Linked DNA regions of Zea mays: region 1 is linked to region 2. A link is a contact called in public Hi-C data. All regions are on one chromosome and are shown on one strand. Each heading gives the region's core, a stretch centred on a gene start, on an enhancer-like site or on the middle of the called end of the contact. The rest is flanking DNA. Distances are from core to core; before and after follow the strand shown.

What was found. Hi-C and Micro-C count contacts between places; a contact is called where the count stands out from the background.
Region 1: a contact with region 2 is called in a Hi-C map of leaf, with 7 times the contacts expected there. The contact joins the promoter of LOC100272986 here to the promoter of LOC100382040 in region 2. A contact is called at or near these places in 2 of 25 Hi-C or Micro-C datasets (ear and leaf).

Annotation. Positions count from the first base shown.
Region 1 is chr1:33,110,062-33,116,419 of Zm-B73-REFERENCE-NAM-5.0, forward strand. LOC100272986 (putative glycosyl hydrolase family 10 protein) reads left to right here and starts at 2,892. Exons shown (of 6, transcript NM_001147437.1): 1 at 2,892-3,099; 2 at 3,208-3,239; 3 at 4,061-4,220; 4 at 4,345-4,517; 5 at 4,609-4,710; 6 at 4,827-6,155. The coding sequence starts at 3,006. The coding sequence ends at 5,948.
Region 2 is chr1:32,808,078-32,815,175 of Zm-B73-REFERENCE-NAM-5.0, forward strand. It overlaps LOC100382040, which reads right to left and starts at 2,178. Exons shown (of 1, transcript NM_001174805.2): 1 at 1-2,178. The coding sequence starts at 2,060. The coding sequence ends at 60.

The DNA of each region.
Region 1 (6,358 bases), core at 1,642-4,141, 300 kb after region 2:
CGTGCCGCCGAATCCCAGCCCCATCCGGCGTCGTCTTTTCTCGGGTGGCAGGCGCGCGGCACCGCTAGTCAAACATACCCCGTGGCCGCCTGGCCGGGCTCTGGCTCGCGCACGCCCGTGAATCCGCCGAGGCGTACCCCTAGCCTACCGAGGCCGGCGGGCCGCGCCAAACCAAGCCAAGCGCAAGCGGCCAGCGGGCTCGTCTACCGCCAAAACGTGAGCCAGCCAACCAGCCATCGCGTGGCGCGCGGCGGCGGCGTCGAAAGGTCGCTGTGCAGCAGCAGCCCGCCCTGCATCGATTAGGGGTGAACCCGCCCAACTACCGGATACGGATAGTGTAAATACTTATATTTTTATACGGATTTAGCTATTTTTATATTCAGGACGAATACAGATAATATCCGAATAGTGTAGCTTCGAATTTGAGTCGGATACAGAGCGGTTACTACCCAGATATTCGGGGTTAGATACGGGTACTCGATTTTGTTCTGCATCATAATATAGTTATAGAATTATAACTTTTACATATGAAACCGGATAAAGATAAAGTTTATATGAAGATTATAGAGCTAGAAGAGATCTATAACTTTGTAGTACATCACATTTTTGTTTAAACATATTTTTAGACCAAAATAATTGAAATAATGTCTAAATTTATATTAAAATAATAGACTTTTGGCATTTTCATATGGGACTTAAGGTTATCTCCATGTGAGAACTTAAGATTATCTTTTTATAAACTATTTATTAATATTGGTAACTTAGTTGCAATTTTCGATCGACACTACAATATTTTTATGAATTTAATTGTATTTTAATGATTTTCTAAGTATCTAAGTTTTAACATAATTAATACTTCACTTTACCATTTTACGTGGGAATTTGAGATTATATTCTATAAAATGTTTATTAGTCTTGATAATTTACTTGTAATTTCATAGTCGAACAATAATATTTTATGATAACCAATTAATGCATTATCCGACAAGTATCTGATATCCGATCAAATAATATTCGTATCCGTCACTTTTCCGCTCAGATAAATATCCGATCCATATATCCATACTCGTCCTGTTTCTAACTATGCATATCCGATCTCAAACCCGTTTTAAATACATTAGGATATGATACAGGATACTATCCGTCCATATCTGTCCATTTTCACCCTAGCATCGATGCGCATGCGCTCTTTCTCCTCCGAGACCCTGTGGTGGTGGCGCCTACAATTGAATACTTTTGTGAACGAACGTGGTAGGATTAGCGCGCGTGCGAGCGCCCCACTCCGCGTATTTTGTGCAGCCTGTAGCCGCGTGTACACGGCTAGTCGGCTCTACGGAACAAAAATAAAGATACTCCGCGAGTGCCCCCCACTGTCCGTGTGTATTTTGGGGGCAAGGCAAAGCACCGGATGTTCTAGCAACCGCATGGCCGCATGCATTGCATGGCCCGTGTTCGCAAAGGGGATCCCTTTTTCTGGCCGGCAAGCGCGCGGCTTTGGAAACCCACTTCCGAAAGGCAGACAATAATTCCAACCGCTGCGGCGTGCGGTGCCTTTGGACCGATGATTCCCCTGTGGAAAAGATGGGCTTAAACTCTCCCCCCCTTTTCGTTTGTTTGGTGAAGAAAGCCGACGAAGATAATAATAATAAGAAGATTTATCGATACGCGAAAGGCAGCGGTAGGTTGTAGCCGAATTAAGTACAATACAATGCTGTATTCAGTTTTATACAAGTGGGCTGCTTTTGGCAAATTAGTAAAACGTACCAAGCGATGCACGTAACCTACGTTATGTTTTCACAATGCGGTAGGCCGTGTAGCACCCAGCTACTACACACTACTGCCGCTAACCTATGTACTACTAAAATATGAACACCGGGTGTTCATGCACAACTATTTACTAGCCGCACGAGTACGGGGCAAGCGAGAGGATCGAAAAGGGAACTCGTGACATCGCCAGCCACTGATCGACCGACTTTTGCACCGCTTCATTCGCGGAATGTGTGATTATCCTCGTTGGTGAACGGCCTCAAGCAAGCCATGCAGAACAACGGCCTCAAGCACTTGCCGGCATGCCGAGCATCACTACATTCACACTAGCTCTCTACGGGACACGGCGCCCCCAGCGACACGTGAATTGGTGACAGGATATCGTACGTGACTACCACCCCTTGGGCTTTACCACGTACACCGCCGACCCATCTGCGCCCGCCGGTTCAATGCCAGGGAGAAAACAACAGAAGAAACTTCGAGGTCCGCGGTACAGTTCCCATGGCGTGACGCGGGGCGGCGGACCCACACGAGACCACGGAATAAGGCGACGGGTACTCACAGGACCCTGATATGATCTTACCTTCTTCACCACCCCGTGCCTACTGCCTACCGCTCTGCCGCTCGCATGTGAAGTGAACCGGCCGGGGGAACAGGCGCTAGTACTGTTGGCTAGGCCCGGTGCAGGAGCACCAGCAGAAGACGGCCACCAGTGACCAGCCCGCTACGCTGGCTAATTTAGGAGTCCAAATACCGAAAGGAATTGAAGGAGCTAAAATCCATAATTTATTCAAAATTGAGTAAGTAGGGGATTTTAGTCCCTCCAAACTAGCCATAAGCGAACAGCGGGTTATTACTTGCGGCGGCAGCAGCAGACTCCCGAGGACCAGGTGTACGTGAATATACGTGGTGGGCAGCACCCACAGCGGCCGGCCCGTGACTCCGCCGGCCAGGGCCAGTGGTAGCTTGCCAAGTGCGAGAAGGCCGGCGCTCTCTGATCAAGTGCGGAAACGGGTGGTGCCAACTGCCATGTGACCACCGGCTATATATAGCGATGCACAGCTCCCCTTGCTCTGATCACGACCCGCGTGTAGGTGTAGCACTCTCCATCCTCATTGCTAACTGCTCGATTCTCCTCCATACCCTTGTGCACGCACAGCCGACACTGCAGTGAGGAACTTGAACAGAGGAAGAAGCCCGGCTGAGCGCTCTCTCGTCTAGCTAGCTGCGCTGCGGCGATGAAGATGCATCGCTTCGCTCTGCGTGGCCTGGGGTTTCTCGTCCTGTGGATGCTGCATTGCGGAAGCGAGCTCGCCGCGGCGGTGCCTCCAGGTCAGTGGCTCGCACAGTCGCACTCCCCCTTTCTACCTCTCTCTCGTACTTCGTTTTTTTTCCTGCGAGTTATCATATCCATCGTTTGAGCTTCCTGGTGACATGCAGATGGCTGGTACGATTACTCCGCCTACACCGACGTAAGTCTCCATGCACCGAATGAAGCATTCTTTTTTCTTCCAGAATCGCCAAGCTTTTATCTGCACACGTCATGCATGAGTAACACCCAGCAGCAAATGCAAGTTCGTTTCGTTCATTATTAACCGTTCAAACTATATGCGTGTATCTCTGATGGTTCTTGCATCTTTATCAAACACACCATTTCACCCGGGTGACCACTAAATAACCAATGCGGTCGGCAGCAGAGAGAGCCGGGGAAGATGGCGAAGCTCAAAGCCGCCATTGTTGGGACCACAAAACAAATGCTTCCTCTTCCCCACAAGGCCACAAATCCACAATGCACATGATCCTCCCTCACTCTCTCCGGTCCGTCCGGCCGGCCACTCCAGTTTTGTTCCCATGCGTGCGCTGGGACACCTCAGCGCCCCCACCAGTACAGTACCTACCACACTACCAGAGATGCTAGCAGCCAATAGACATTATCACACGGAGCGAGCAAGTGACAAGTACTATACTACTACACTTCTCGTCTTCTCGATAGTATTCTAAGCTCCATCTGGAATGGTTGCAAGCATCGTGATCATCATGTCCCTCTTTAATTTATCAAGCCCTGCACGCGCGCGGCTAACATGCGGTTCTGGGCCGACCAAGTGACCAACTAACGCAGCGCAAGCAACAGTGAGCCTTCGCGTCGCGCGCGTGTCATCTGTCGCTGTCACGTCCACACCTATCATACGCTTGAGCTTTGATAGAATAAAATAAACTATGCGCGGCGCAGAACATGAACAACAGAGTAGAGCGCGGCGTGCGCTAACTCCAGGTTTATTTGCGTGGCGTCCAGTGCAGGGGCCAGCCGGAGCCGGCGCTGTACAACGGAGGCATTCTCAAGTTCGGCAGCAGCGGCGGAGACCCGGACGGATACCGCACGACGGAGACCGGCGTCTTCTCCCCGGCGTTCGTGGTGTACAACCTCAACAAGACCACCATGTACACCTTCTCATGTGAGCTCTCCTACCCTTTTTGCAGTCATGTAGTACATACACATGTGAGGCCGACTACTAGTACTACTACGCTCGTGCATGTGAGCTTCAATAATTCTCGATCCCTGTCACACGCATGCATCAGGCTGGGTGAAGCTGGAAGGCGCGTACTCGGCTCTGATCACCGCGAGGCTGGCGCCGGACAACACCGGCGCCAGGTGCATCGCCACGGTCGTTGCCAGGAGCGACTGCTGGGCCTTCGTCAAGGGCGGATTCGTCCTGGACTGGCCGACGCAGACCTCGGTCATCTTCTTTCAGGTACGCGCGCAAGCACGCATCGGATGCATGCGCTGGCTGAATTGGCAAATTGAGGTTTTCATTATATATTGTTCATGCGCGCGCCCTGCAGAATGCTGACAAGACGCCCATGAAGATCACCGTGGCGAGCGGGTCGCTGCAGCCGTTCACCACGGACCAGTGGGCGATGCACCAGCAGGATACCATCCGGAAGGTAACGAACGAGGCCGGAGAAGAGGAACGCGTTCGACGATGCGACTAAAGTAGTACAGTACAGTACTAATCTTCTTCATCTCTTGTTTATATATGTATACCCGATCGATCGAGCAGAGGAGGAAGCGCGTGGCGACCATCCACGTGGCCGACCCGCAGGGCGCCCGCGTGGTGGGCGCGTCCGTGTCGGTGCAGCAGACGGCCAAGGACTTCCCGATCGGTTCGGCGATCGCGTCCACCATCCTTGGGAACCAGGCGTACCAGCAGTGGTTCGTGGACCGGTTCAACGCGGCGGTGTTCGAGGACGAGCTCAAGTGGTACTCGACGGAGCCCATGTCGGGGCAGCTGCGCTTCGACGTGCCGGACCAGATGCTGGCGTTCGTGCGGTCGCACCGCGTGATGGTGCGCGGCCACAACATCTTCTGGGAGAACCAGGACGCGACGCCCCGGTGGGTGAAGAACCTGACGGCGGACGACCTCCGCGCCGCCGTCAACACGCGCATCCAGAGCCTCATGACCCGCTACCGCGGCGAGTTCGCGCACTGGGACGTGAACAACGAGATGCTGCACTACAACTTCTACGAGCAGCGGCTGGGGCCCAACGCGTCCGCGGAGTTCTTCAGCGTGGCGCAGGACGCCGACCCGCTGGCCACGCTCTTCATGAACGAGTACAACGTCATCGAGACCTGCGACGACCCCTTCTCCACCGTCGACACGTACGTGTCCAAGCTCAAGGACCTCCGCTCCGCCGGCGCCATCCTGGAAGGGATCGGCCTGGAGGGACACTTCTCCAAGCCCAACATCCCGCTCATGAGGGCCATACTCGACAAGCTCGCCACCCTGGGGCTGCCCATCTGGTTCACCGAGATCGACATCAGCAACAAGTTCGACGCGCAGACGCAGGCCGCCTACCTGGAGCAGGTGCTGCGGGAGGCATACTCGCACCCGGCCGTCAGCGGAGTCATGCTGTGGACGGCGCTGCACCCCAGCGGGTGCTACCAGATGTGCCTCACGGACTGGAACCTCAGCAACCTGCCCACGGGGGACGTGGTCGACCGCCTGCTCAACGAGTGGCGGACGCTGCAGGCGGCCGGCCAGACCGACGCGCACGGCGCCTACAGCTTCACCGGCTACCTGGGGGAGTACGTCCTCACTGTCAGCTACAACAACAGGACGACGCAATCCACCTTCTCGCTGTCGCCGGGAGACGAGACCAGGCACATCAACGTTCAGATGTGATGCGCCAACATTATATTTAGGGCTCCTCGGATCGGACTACTTATTACTAGCTGATGTAGTGATTGTTGTGGAAGAAGATTGCACAGTCAATCTATGTTTCTTACTTGTCCTGTGTCAAATTTAGTGTAAGAACTGGCGTCCTTGACAGCTGGTATGTAAAATAGTATGACCACCACTATTACTATATATAACAAGAGACTTCACTCCACATTAATCTTCACAAGACGCATAAATGAGAAGGGGCAGGGCCGCAGCCCGCAGGGGATCAAAAGCAAAGTCTAGTATTTCTTGTTATCTATTCTTTATGAAAATGCCCAGCAAACGACCTCCATAAGTCTGGTACCAAATGCAAATGGATAGTTTCTCTTGTGTCATCGTCATCGTTAGGTTACCAATTTGGTATTTTCAAA
Region 2 (7,098 bases), core at 928-3,427:
TCGGCAGTCCCAGCCAGGGCAGGCTCCACAGAGGCCGTAGAGTTGTCCCCACCTGACAGTCACATGGGCTGCAGCCACGTCACCACAATGGGGCTCCGCACGTCGTGCCCGCCACCGTCCGACCAGACGAGGAACCCGTACACCGGCGCCGCTGCGTCCTGAGCAGACGGCGCAGTCACCGTCACCGCGAAGCTCTGCTTCTTGGCGCCAGGGGAGAAGACGAGCTGCTGCGGCTTCACGGATACGGTCACGCCGCCGCTAGACGCCATCTGCACGCGCGCAGTGTACGTTGCCGAAGCTTGGGCGCCGACGTTGGTGACCGTGCGGGTCACCGTCCTGGACTGGTTGCCGCCGCGGAGCACCACGGAGATGGACGGGTAGTTGAGGTCGGAGCCCGAGGGGCTGCCGCTGGCCTTGGCCCCGCTCGCCGTCGCGGGGCACGCCACGGGCTTGTGCGTGACCACCTCGATCGCGTTCGGCTCGTACCCGATGCTGCACATGAACGCGACGTAGTCGTCCTCCCCGGCGTCGTAGACCAGGCCGGGGTCCAGGGCCTTGCCCAGGGTGATGTGGCCGGCGCCGTAGTCGAACGGCGTCGCGCCGCGCCCGGGCTCTGCCTCGTCGCCCACGGGCCCGCCGCGGTTGTCCGTCACGATGGCCGTAGTCATCAGCGCGGACCGTATCGCCGCCGGCGACCACCCGGGGTGCGCGGACCGGAGCAGCGCGGCGGCGCCGCTGGCGTGCGGGCACGCCATGGACGTCCCGGACAGGATGTTGAACTCCGTGCGGCGGGTATCGCCCTCCAGGCCGGTCGGACCCGTGGCGCCCGTCCACGCGGCGAGGATGTTGACGCCCGGTGCGATGAAGTCCGGCTTGAGAATCTCCGGGACGAGCCCGTTGGGTCCACGCGCCGAGAAGGAGGCCACCACGGGTGCCGGCTTGACGCCGACGACCGTGCCCCCGAAGCTGATTGTCGCCATCGGGCTGGAGGCGTTCGCGGCATACGCTTTGACCGCGTCGCCCTCCTTCTCGCCCACCGCGCAAGCAGGGAGGACGTGGGCGTCTCCAACCAGTCCCTCGCCGTTGGCCTCCCCGTTAGTAAGGACCATCGCCGCGCCACCAGCTTCCTTGACGACCATTCCCTTGGCCACGCGCGGGCTGCTGCCGCGGTCGCAGACGACGATCTTGCCTTTCACCAGTGAAGGGTCGATGGAGTTCTCCATGCACAGCGAAGCGGAGAGCCCGCCAGTCCTCCCGGGGTAGTACAGAGGCAGCGATGAGTTGGTAAGAGGCTTGCCGGAGTACAGCGACACGCCGGACAAGCGTCGGCCGTCGCCCAGCACGATTTCAGCCGGGAAATTACGGTCGATGGTGCCGGCGCCAACGGTGGCAAGCCACGGGGCGAGGTTGGTCACCGACATGGAGGCCGGCCCTTCGTTTCCAGCGGAGGTGGCCACGAACACCCCCCGGGAGACGGCTCCGTACGCGCCGATCGCGATCGGGTCGAGGTAGAACGGAGCCGTGACGCCGCTGCCGCCGCCGATCGAGACGGAGATGACGTCGACGCCGTCAGCGACGGCGCGGTCGAAGCCCGCGAGGATGTCGGAGTCCATGCAGCCGGCGCCCTTCCAGCAGACCTTGTACGCGGCCACCCTGGCCTTGGGCGCGACGCCCTTGGCGACCCCGGGCGCGTAGCCCTCCATGCTGGCGCCGTACGCGACGCTGCCCGCGGCGGTGGTGGCCGTGTGCGTGCCGTGGCCGTCCGCGTCGCGGGGCGACATGAACTCGACGGAGCCGTTGGACGCGGCGGCCGAGGCGCCGAAGCGCGCGGCGTGGCCCTGCGAGAAGAAGCGCGCGCCGACGAGCTTCCTGTTGCAGGACGAGGCCGGGAAGCCGGGGCCGGCGTCGCAGCCGCCGCGCCAGCGCGCGGGGACGGGCGGCAGGTTCCTGTCGGACAGGCTGCGGCGCTCGGGCCAGACGCCGGTGTCGAGCACCCCGACGATGACGTCGGAGCCGTAGTCCGCGAGGGACCAGAGGCCGAGGCGCGCGCGGAGGCCCATGAACTGCGGCGACCGGGTGGTGTGAAGCGGGCGGGCGCGGTCCTCGAACGCGGCGAGCACGGCCGGGTGGCGCCGCAGCTCCTCGGCGCGGGACGCCGGCACGGACGCGGAGAAGCCGTGGAAGACGGTGCCGTAGACGTGGAGCGGCCGCAGCGGGGTTGCCCCCGGTGCCGCCGAGGCGAACGCGGCGGAGGCGTACCAGTGCGCGTGGGTGGGGAACACGGACGGCTTGGCGCTGTGGTCCACGCGGAAGATGTACGTCTTCCGCGCCTCCTCCTCCTCCTCGGCGCCGCCATCTGCTCGCAGTAGCGCCGGCGCCATCAACGCCACCAGCGCGAGGCCGAGGAGGAGGACGGGGAACGGGTAGCGAGGAGGACTCGCCATTGGTGGGTGAGCAAGCGAGCGAGCGAGACAGTGTGTGAGTGAGTGGGAGTGGGAGAGTGATGGCACCGTGTGCCGATGCCGAGGACGAGCGGTGGAGGCGGCAGCAGTGCGCGGGGAGTTATTAATTGCGGGGTAGTGGGGGTGTTGGGGCAGCAGCAGTTTTGGCCTTTTTGCGCCGCGCTGGCCGTTCGACGTGGGCTTGGGTTTTCGTACGTACAACGACAGCGGCGGTAGTAAAGTCTTTCGCCCCGCTGCCAGTACCAACGTCCCCGATAAATGGCCGCCGTGGGTTTTCAGTCAGATGGGCGTCAGGGTGGGGAAAAGGTCTGGGAATGGTCGTGGGGCGCTGGTAGCTGCCGCCGTGTGCTTTCCGTGCGGATCAGCCACGTCTGCGGTTGTGATTGTGAGCAGGGGAGAGTGGGAGCGACGCGACCAGCACCAGCTAGCGAGACCGTGGGTGGGCGTCGCCATCTCTTCAAAAATGAGCGGTGCGACGTGGCAGTACCGCAGGGCGCGGGTTCTCTCTCGTGTTAGCTGTGTTGATCTGATCGTTCTCGAACATCTGGGCCAGTTTCTATATCGGCACAAGAGGATACAGCTGCTAGCTGCATGAATATATGCTGGAGGTCGCGAGGACCTGTCACTTTGCTCGTTTGTGATGATACTGCTGCTAAGCTCCCTCGGGGTCGTATCGTAGCCTCGTAGGGTCCCAGGCGATGGCGATACCCATGTGTGGCTTTGCCTTTGCGACAACACGAGCGGGGACCTCCGGACCTGAACTGAGCTGGCCGCAAACGACGAAGGATAAACGTGGATTAGGCATATGTGCTGCATTAACGTGGGCATCGGTCCTAAACCCGATCAGGGAGCGGAGACGGGAGCGTGCTTTGGCGGTAAAGCGAGCTTTGGGGCTCTAGCCACGCTCATTTTTCCCAGTGGCTATGGCATCTATCGAAAAGGCGTTACTGAATGATGAGGTCCCTGCCCACCGAAGTGGTGACCGCTTCATTGACTCCGTTTCTTTGTTCCCTGCCGGTCACGAGGCGCCCCAATTGTGGCGCAAAATCGGTGACTTTTTGGTTGGAACGGGCAGGGGCCGGCCGACGGGGCCCTCCCTCGATGTCACTTGGTCAGGGTTTACAAAAACTGGTACAAAAACCTAGTTTTCGGTACAGTTTCTCGTTCCCGGTTCGGTTTCCAACCAGTATTTTAAAATTTTCTACAAAATTTAAAAATTTCAAAATATAAACAGAATCAAGGGAAAAATATGATGAAAAAACTCGGAGTAAAGAGTAAGCCTAGTCCAGACGCGCCATTCGGTTCAGTCAGACCAGTTCCGGACGTCTATAAAAACACCCCAGACCTCTAGGAATTAGGGTTTCAGGACGGTTTCTCGTTCCCGGGCTGTGACTGTCCTAGGCGCGAGCGGTGGAGTCAATTGCGATCTCTCGAGGCGCGAGCGGGGGCGTCGACTGCGATCTTCCGAGGCGCGATCGGTGGCGGTGGCGGTGGCGACGACCTTCCGAGGCGCGAGTAGTGATGGCTGTGGTGACCGTCCGTGGTGGCATCTAAAGAGTAAAGACAACAACCTCCTCCGATGCGGCACATCTCGAGCGTCCTCCTCCGACGACCATCTTCGATCTAATGGCCTCTGAGGCGTCCTTTTCATCTGGCGGCCTCGGAATGGTCTTCCAGCGAGCTATCCGATCAATGCTTATGTCATCGATGATTATGTTTTATGTCTACTACTTAGACTATTTATGCATTCAAGTGATTATTTTTACTATGATGAATACGATTTCTACGTTTGCCATAAAATTGTCCCGAATTCTTGCGGGGCTGTTAGTTGAACCGATGATATATTTTTTATCAATTATGGTACACGGTGTAAGTATTTATACGATTTTGTATAAGAATTTATACTCTACGTGAATCATGGCATCCAATTTATTGCACGCGTGCAATAAAAACGAAAATATCATCCAAAATTTGCGCGCATACAATAGAAACTCCCAAGCATAATTTCTGGATCTCCATAAAAATAGAAACAACATGCATGCGATTCCCGTAATTTTTGATCTGAGGATCGTGAATACAACACACTAGAGCTATCAATCTCTTATATTGGCTTGATATTTTGCGCTTATAACTGAGGACGTTTTATGCTTAAAAGTTAAGGTTTTACGCTCAAACCTGGAGCGTCCACGTCTAGTTGCATGACTGTTGGATTGATCCTATATTTATGGAGGAAATAAAACATTTAAATAAGATTTTTTTAAGCATGTCAATTCATTTTATTCCATCGCACATTCCTGCATCATAAATTTGTACGCATGTAGTAGAAAACATATTTTTACGCAATATATCGAATTTCATAAATATCTAAATCGCGTAGCATAATTAGTATCAGTATATATAATAAACTAATTCTGACGAGTTTAGGTGTTTGGCTGTTCAAGCAATCCTATATCTATAGAGGAAATAAAATATTAAATACGATTTTTTCATATATGCCAATTCATTTACTTTCATCGTATATTTTTGTTATCCTAATTTTGTGTGCATACAACAGGTAATAGATTTTTACGCAGTGTACCGAATTGCATAAATAGCTACACTGTGTAGCATAATTAGTATCAGTATATATCATAAACTGGTCTCCAAAAGTCTAGCTGCATGAATGTTACAACAATTATATATTTATGGAGGAAATATAAAGCATTTAAAATAGAAACCATAATATATCTCTTTTCTAAATTTATGAGTATGCAGATAAACGTGTTTGACTAATACATGTCTTCCTAGATTTTGTACGCATAGACCTGAGATGATGGGCGTACCCGGCTGGCTTGGAAATGTGGATGCGCGGGTAGGCTTGGTCCAGCCAGTTCGCATGTTGGCTAACGGACAGAAGGCCAACGTGGGTTGTAGCTAACGGACTGAAAGCCGGTGGGCTACACCTTGTGCACTGTTCATTTTGTTTTCTATTTTTTGAATTACATTTTAATTGAAATAGCAAATCAATTTGAATTTAAACCAAACAAATTTGAATTCTCTCAAATACAATCAAATACGGTGGCATCAACGCGTCAGTCAAGTTTGAAAATAAAATTTATAAATCTTTTATCTAGAAAATTATTTATTATCATGCTCTACAAATTGTATTAAAGATATACAAATTGAAACAAAAAATGTATTCTAAAAAATAGAGTTTTATTCTATCCTTGTTCAAATTGATCGGAACCTTCTTGCATAGATAAGTTATTGGAAACCTTTCTCGGTGGGCGACGTGGTCTTCCTCAAGCTCATGGCCTACGTCCAGTCGTCGGTGGCCCTACGCGCCCACCACAAGTCGATGTTCCCCTTCTTGTTCGTCGCCTATGGATTGGAGCTTCCGCCACCCGCAATCAGCCTTCCATGTTTCACAGCTCAAGGCCTTGACGTTTCATCTGCTTTACCTTCTGATCTCGTTGAGTTTCAAGTGCCTGTCTAGATTCTGCAACGCCGTTAGACGATTAGTAGCCATCTTGTACAGCGAGTGCTCGTCTAGTGGTAGAGCTGAACAAAATACTCGTGACTCAATAAATCGCTCGACTCGGCTCATTAATAGCTCGGCTCGAGACTCAGCTCGTTTTAATTTTGTAGCGAGCCAAGCTAGCATTCTAGCTTGGTTCTCTAATGAGCCAGCTCGGATTAGCTCGTGAGCTAACTCGCGAGCCAAACAAGCAGACACAACACAAGTTTGTCTAGTCGTTAGTGTCGTCTCATCTCTCATAGTCTTGTTTTATCGTAGTTATGATATGTGATATGGACATGTGTGGATATGTCATGTGCTTAAATATTTACATTATTGCATGGCTACATACCTACATTGCATATTTAATATTTGATTATTGGTTATAGTTTTGTGAACTTTGTTTCTAAAAGCATTATGATGTTAGTGTTGTGCAATGAAATGTTACGTGTTTGTGGAATGGATGATGAATTGCTTTATAATGATGCTTGTTGCTATCTTATTATAACAAGGGTTTATAAATCTATAAGTTAATACATATCTGGTTATTTAATTTAATATTAAAAGTTAGAAGCGCTAGGACGATGATATGATAATAATGCTATAAAGGTTTTGGGTTTGTAATGTTAAACACTTAAAATATGACTTTTCGGTTATATATATTTATGTACATAGATCTTTGTATTTAGTTGTGTAGCTCGCGAGCCTACCGAGCTGGCTCGAGCTTCCTAACAAGCCGAGCCGAGCTGGCTCGTTACAATAACGAGCCATAATGAGCCGAATTGGCTCGATATCCACCCCTATCCAGTGGTCGCACATGGTCGCTTTGGCGTCCTGGGACTAGGAATCCCTGGAGAAGCTTAGTTGTCGCTTTCCTCGGGTCCAGCATGGGGTCATGGTGAACCTTCTCCAGGGCCCCTCCCTCTTCGCTGTCGCTTGTTAGGTTATTTTTAATTCATATGAATTGAAAGATATTAATACGGATTAGGAGAGATTTTGACTTACTAGAGATTTGTCGGCGTTTCGAGACAGGGGGGTCCCTAAACCGACGAGTGAGTGTGCTGCGTGCCCCAGCCCAGATGGGTCGAGCGCGTGGGCGAGCGCGAAGGGGTAGAGGCGAGGTGGCCGGAGTCGAGCGTG